Regions from separate parts of the Mus musculus genome. Here region 2 is linked to region 1. A link is a contact called in public HiChIP or PLAC-seq data. All regions are on one chromosome and are shown on one strand. The core of a region is the stretch at or near the end of the contact, and the rest is flanking DNA. Distances in the headings are between cores, read along the strand shown. Region 1 overlaps Cobll1 (Cobl-like 1). Region 2 has its middle 47 kb from the start of Cobll1.

Region 1 (3,423 bases), core at 404-2,903:
AGAGGAGAAATAGAGGCAAAAGAAGGGAGACCAAGCAGGGAAAACATCTGTCTTATCCAATTGATTTGTGTTTCTACTAGTTGGTACCTTCCATAGATGGGGTCTTACTCTTAGGACATTTTTCCTGTTACCCACTACAGAGTACAAGATTTATCTTTCTGGCACTAATTAGTCCTCAGCTTCATATCCAGGTTATGAGCCCTCTCACTATAGTAGACTTGCCAGACCAGGTCTTTCAGTTCTGCTATCTGTGGTATCCATAGCTTCTAACATAGACAGTCTCTGCTCCATGCCTGCAGCTTTCTTAGTGGACATCTAGTGGTACTAACCTTTTCAACATACTGGCTTCTTCACTGCAACTGGACATTATCTTCATGTGTCGTGGAGCAGTATTTCAAAGTAGGGAGCCCAACTTTGCTTGGCCTAAGTGGCTTTATGACAACTATGATATAAACTACCATGATCCTAGAAGTTCTGCATTTTTTTTTTTACATACTTATAAAACCAGTACCTTGTGCATGATGTGCCCAACATGATCTGCTGACAACCCAAGAAATAATCTGAACTCCTCTTCCATAGCTGCACTGGCTTCGGTGTTTTGTGGGACTGAAACCTAGGAAAATAACTTCTCCTGAGTAAATATTTATAAGCAGGGAATCCCTTCAACAGGGAAGACTTGTCTGTGGCATTTTTAATTCAAGATCTCTCTTGTCAATTAATTTACATTTCTAAAAGTAGGTACCTTCCATAGATGGGGTCTTGCCTCAGGACATCTTTCCTGTTACCCGCTAAAGAGTATAAGATATATCTTTCTGTCACTAATTAATCTCTTTGCTGCTATCTCATCAGTCACAATCTTGTCTGTACCTTTCACCATACTCAAGTTCCTTTCTGTGTGCTAAACTGCACACTTTTACATTTCTGCTGTGAATCTCACAGAAACCTCAATAAAGAGCGCAGGCAAACACTAGGCCACAGTCCGAATGTTTTTGCCTTTAAGTTTGCTCTGCTGAACAACTCAGTCCATTACTTTTAGACTCACTCAGGTTTTTATAATGCAGCCAGACTCGCTGCCAGAACATAACATGAATGGCCTCTAACCCAGTTCCTGATAGAGTCCTGTTCATCTCAGAACCCTCTGGAGAGCCTGACCTTTACTGCCTGTGTTTCTGAAGGCATTCTGGTCTTCTGAAGTCCTGAATGGCCCATTCAGTTCTGCTCATAGCATATTTGGGCTTCTCTAGCCTACAGCTCCAAAGCCTTCCATATTCCTTCTACATAGCAGTTTTACAGGTCCGTGAACCACAAGGCTAGGAAAGTTACTTTGTGTTTTTTTTTTTAAATTATTATTATTTTATTTTTCCATTACAACAAAGTGTTTGACAAAAGCAATGAAGAATGTATTTGGGCTCCTAATTTTCCAGCGTAGTCCGTCATGGTGAGGAAGTCACGATAATTAGGATTCCAGGGCTCTCCCTTTCTTCTTTCTATGCCATCTGGGCCCTAGCCTTCCGGAAAGTGGTGCCTACATTCAGGGTGGATCTTTCCTGCCTCAGTTAAACTCGTCTGAAAATGCCTACTGGGTAACAGTCGTGTCTGAGTGTGTGTCTTACAGACAGTGAGGGAGTTCATTGTTCAATGCTAGGAGCAGTACCAAACACAGCCACTTACAGCTTTCTTGCTTCTTTTCTGGTATCGTAAATTCAGAGTGGTGATCTGGTGAGCAGGGAATGATAGGAAAAAAAAAATAGCTGGATTTAAAGATTTGGTTGAAAACACTGCATCAATTCAAAGAAGAAAGAAGCTCTGTGTGCATGTTTGGGGCCAGAGGGAGTAAGCTAGACAGTAAAGGATAGATAAGGTTTATCTGGATGGAGAAGTAGGGTACACTAAACTGGAAAGAAATCAGGAAAGACTCAGAGACCACTGTGAGGTGTACAGTACAACAGTCCATCTTGAGACATTGTTCATAAGTTATCTCATCAAAGAAGAGATGATATTCTTACTTCAGTAGGACTGAACACACTGAACTGGATGAAGGCCAATAGGGAGTCTCTTTACCTTGCCTTTTTTGTTTAAGAATATGATAATTATACACAGAGAGCTCTGGGTCTCATAAGGCCATTTTCATACAGATGCACAGTGCCCTTCTCGCTTCACCCCCATGTCCTTTATTTGCCTCCTGTCTCCCTCTCCTGTTACTCATCTTCATTCACATAGTTTCTTTCTACCTTTAGGTAATACACATAGTACCTATATAAAGTCAAGGCTCCACAAATGAGTGAAAATGCACACGATTTGTCTTTCTGAGCCAGAATTCACTTACTGTCATAATCCTCGGTTGCATCCGTTTTATTGCAGGTGATATAATTGTATGCTACAGCTGAATCATATGCCGTTCTGTGTGTATAGACCCGTGTCCTTTATGCATCCTTGTTGATGGACTCCTAAGATGATTCCACAGTGTGGCTGTTGTAAATAGTGGGGCAGTGAACATCCTTTAACAAGGATGCTATGGTATCCTGACTTAAATACCCTTTCAGTGAAGAGCGGAGAGGCACAGCTGGGTCATACAGTCCATTGGTTGTGATTTAACCCACAACAGTCATGCAGATTTCCAAAGTGGTTTGACCAGTTTACTGTCATACTTAACTGTTTGTAAGGGCTCCTTTTTCTGTAAATCTCAACAGTGTTAGTTGTTTGGTTTTTTTTTGTTGTTGTTGTTGTTTTCTTAATGTCCATTGTTCTGATTAGGACGAGCTGAGATCACAGTGCTATTTTAGGTTCTTTCTCTAAGGGCTAGTGATGAATATATTTCATGTATTTATTGGCCATTTATATTTCATGTCTTTCAGTTTAATAAATTAAAAGTTTCCTGATGTGAAAGTCATAAAAACTTAAGGTTTTTCATTTGTTTGTTTTGTTGTTGTTGTTTAGTTGTTTTTCTTTAATAAAACTAGGTGATACTGGAAAGCATCTTTTTTATTTTCTGAATTTTCTTCTTCTCGTAGCAGGAAAACAAAAGGGAAGGCGCCTCTTCCTCCGGCCGAGACGAAGGGCACTGATGTCTCTTCTGCTGAAGACCCTGTAGAATCTACTGCTGTCGTCACAGAGCAACAAGACAATATGATAGATAAAGATATTGAGCTCTCAGTGGTCCTGCCGGGAGATATCCTCAAGTCTACTACTGTTCATGGCAGGTATGCTGCAGCGGCTAAAACACCAGCACCCCACGCTCTTCTGCCACCATTGAAACCACTGTGACCGACGTCGTCATTTATCTTCCTTTGACACAATATACCTGTTGATTTTGAGTTATTCTCTGTTTTTTAAAGAAGGGCGAAAAGAGTAGTAGGCCTTCTCTATCAGTGGGTCAGTCTCAAGCTTGTGTATTCTACTGATCCAACTCAATGATTAAGATTT
Region 2 (3,423 bases), core at 562-3,061, 130 kb before region 1:
TAAGAATAGACATAATTTTAAAGAAATTATGAAAGTAAAGAGATGGTGTATTTTCATAGGAAAAAATAAAACTATTGCTCATGTGACAGGAAAGCCCTCAGAGGGGAATCTGAGAGCTCTGAACAAGACAGCTGTCTGTCTGTAATGGACTCATTGGGATTCAGGCTGATTGTGTGATGGCTTTAAGATATATTCAGGTGTATGAATGTGTGATGATTCCTAGAGGTAAGTCTTTTGAATCATCCATCAAATTTGTCCTCTGCAATTTTAGCTTTAGAGAAAAACGTTAGACAGCTAAATTTTCCAAGGCAACAACTGAAGAAAGACAAAGTCTTTATCAAGGAGTTGCTGGTAATGCTTTGGATTGCAAAGCACAGTAAAATAAATGAAGTTTTTCTTGATCTCCAAGGCCTTCTGAATTGACTCAGAGGGGGAAAAGCACATAGCTAACATCACATCTATTTAATGAGGTATTTGAAGGGAGAATTAACATCGTAATAACATGCATAATTAATGATGTCTTACATGAAGTTAAAGCAAGAAGGAGCAGCGTGATGACCCTTGCAGTTAAAGAAAAGACAGGTTAAAAACTTCAGGAATTATTTGGCTACATAGGCCCAAAGCAATGAAGGGGATTTCGGAGTTCTTTTATAGGCTCGTAGGACTCAAATACAGTTCAAAATCAATAGTCTTGGAAGGATTATGTATTTAGATTAAAATATGAGAACTTCTGATGTTGTGACCATCATCACGTGGAACTCTTCTTTGCCAACCCTGTGGAACAGTTAAAAAAAAAAATCCACATTTCAGGGCTGGAGATATGGTTCTGTGGTTAAGAAAATATAACTGCTCTTTCAGAGGACTGGGGTTTTGTGCCCAGTACTGTCAGGCAGCTCAACTCCTGCTACCTTGATCCTTATTCCTGGTATATATTGTCATCAGATTCCCGATGCCCTTTCCTGACCTCCATGGTCATAGACACACATGCGCATGCACACACACACACACACACACACACACACACACACACACACACACATAACATTTGTAAAAAGTAGATCGACATGCTCTTTCTTGATTAGCCAGAAGCTGGAAAGAACCCAGATGTCCCTCAACAGAGGAATGGATACAGAAAATGGAGTTCTCATCACTTAAATGTGTGTGCCACACCCAGTCTCCACATAGAGCTTTCCCCATAATGTTTTATTATGGTACTTACTAATCAACTGGCAAATACGCTCATGTTTTTATGCCAATTAATTCTTTCTTTCTCATTTCTCAGAAATATGAGTGTACCTATCCCCCAAACCGGTTCAAGCTTTTCACACTGCCCTGTAATTATGATCACAAATATAAAATATGTCCAATACTTTTGGAAGTTGAGAGGAACTTCTCAGCTGTAGTCCTGGTGTGATTCTTGGCCACCAGCATGACATGCAGAGCCCCCCAGGGAGCAGGCATCTCTCTGCATGCTGAGGCCTGCTATAACAGTTCTTTTGCTTCAGTTCATTATTCAAATCTGAGCAGGTAAGTTGTTAAGTTCTATTCCAATGTGGCCTTGGCCAGCATCCTCTGCCACTGCTTCCCGTCCACCACTTAGAGATTCATGCAGCTGCTATGCCTAGCTCTCGTCTAAGGAATACCCTGTGTTGCCCTGGCTACCCACCAAATTTATGGAGGAAAGGCCAAAACAAATAGCACCATTGACAGACATTACAAAACAGTTGCTGTTTTGCCAGCAGCTCCAGCAGACTCCCCAACCCCCAAGGCCTCCACAGGCGAGGTGAGTCAGCACAGGAACTCTGGTCAGACTGTGAGCTCTGCTACCTGAGGAGCAGCAGCACTGTCCCCCAGAGCCAGAAGTGCAGGATAGCTCTCCTTTGGTGGTGGTGCTGCTGCTGTGATTTGAAATAGCATCTCATGTAACCCATTCTGGCTCTGACTTCCAAAGCCCCTTGTTTCCACTTCTGAAGTCCCAGGACTATAGGGCTGCTCCACCATGCCCACCCAGAATGAGTTTTCTGATTCATTTCCAGAGCTTGCCTGTGGCCTCTGACAATCAATGAGGAAAGATAGTGTCTTTGGTATTTAAGGACTTTTTATATAATATTTTAAAAAATTTTTGTTTTCTTTGACCTAGGGGTAGGTAAATAAAGGACGACCCAGCCATATCAGGAAACCATCAGTTATTCCAAACACAGTAGTCCATGTTTGTTTACTTAAACCCCACAGGGCAGTATTTTCTAATTCACTTTGTAAGAAATAGAGTGGGGAAGCACCAGAGGGCTCTACTGCTAGGATGGAGAGAGAAAAGTGTGAAGAGAGCCGTTGTTGTAGCGCACTGATGTAGAGGAAAGGTGAGAACTGATGATGATGGCAGGGAGCTTGTGCCAGTAAGTAATGCTGCATTGTAAAGTGGCTCTCTGAAGGCTGGGTGAACAACCCCACGGCAGAGCTCCTCATTAAGGTCACTGCCAGGACCTAAAGCTACTACTAGAGCACCTGTGTATAAGCTCATGTGCCTGACTCGGAACTCTTCTGTGCCTCGGTGTTCTTTCCCAGAACCAAGGCTCGATAGTGGGAGCGCAGGAGGATGTTTTGAGAATATAAAAAGTATATTAAGCTCTAAGAGTGCTGCACATAACCTGTTTGCTCTGCGGTGGAAGCACATATATCATGAATCTTCAAAACTGACATGAAATCGTTGAGCCGTAATGTAATATGCAGCCCCCTGTTTTACTCATGGGAAGTTACAGTGAGGTTGAGCCAGTCCTGCTTGCTGACTCCGGTCTAACCGCACTATGAATATGTGCATACAACCTCTGTCAGATGAGCTCCTGCTGACTTCTCCCTACAGCTCCAAAACACAGAAGTCCTTAAAGGAACAAATAGAATTTTGTTACCCTAACAGATTCCTTACAATGGAGAAATTGGGGGATTATTTTTAATCAATTTTTAACTTCAATTTTTTTTCATAAAATATAATTTGATCGTAGAATTTCCCCTCCCCAACTCCTCCCAGGCAGTCTCCACTGCCCCTACCCATCCAATTGCATGCTCTTTCCTTTTCTTTATTTCCCTTTCTCAAAGCAAAAACAAAATCAAAACAGACTTTAAAAAAATTAAGACAAGAAATAGGAAAGCAAAACAAAACGCTCATTTAAAGAAAAAACAACACCATGGAGCCCGTTAGCATTCCTTCTAAGCTCCACCCCACAGTTACCTGCTCCTTCCTAGCCACAGATGGTCCCACAGACCCTAGACAGCAAGGAAACAGCCAACTCTCTTAAGAATGGACCAACATCCCCATACCCATTTTCTTAGGTTTCCCAGAGACACATTGCCCTAAAGTCAGCAGGAGGTAACTAAAGATCACTATGCTATGACCCTATTCCTGCCTCACCATCTCCCCTGTCTAGTTTT

The links. HiChIP or PLAC-seq counts read pairs in DNA pulled down with a chosen protein or histone mark.
Region 2: an H3K27ac HiChIP or PLAC-seq map of oligodendrocyte precursor cells shows a contact between it and region 1, with 3 times the contacts expected there. The contact joins two enhancer-like sites. A contact is called at or near these places in 2 of 15 datasets of contacts at CTCF or cohesin (large pre-B cells and pro-B cells), 3 of 484 Hi-C or Micro-C datasets (B cells, the CH12 cell line and Th1 cells), 4 of 115 datasets of contacts at active chromatin or transcription factors (acute myeloid leukemia, extraembryonic endoderm stem cells, liver and 1 more) and 1 of 9 other capture datasets (embryonic stem cells).

Annotation. Positions count from the first base shown.
Region 1 is chr2:65,150,756-65,154,178 of GRCm38.p6, reverse strand. It overlaps Cobll1 (Cobl-like 1), which reads left to right. Exons shown (of 14, transcript NM_177025.6): 2 at 3,012-3,200. Among named protein-coding and RNA genes, the nearest start is that of Gm13594, 81 kb to the left of the region's middle. Within about 2 kb of position 1,653, at least 8 of the 459 cell types and tissues checked have an H3K27ac peak or open chromatin away from gene starts, as enhancers often do. A contact at or near this core is called in oligodendrocyte precursor cells, where this site is marked.
Region 2 is chr2:65,283,864-65,287,286 of GRCm38.p6, reverse strand. No RefSeq gene overlaps it. Among named protein-coding and RNA genes, the nearest start is that of Cobll1, 47 kb to the right of the region's middle. Within about 2 kb of position 1,811, at least 80 of the 459 cell types and tissues checked have an H3K27ac peak or open chromatin away from gene starts, as enhancers often do. A contact at or near this core is called in oligodendrocyte precursor cells, where this site is marked.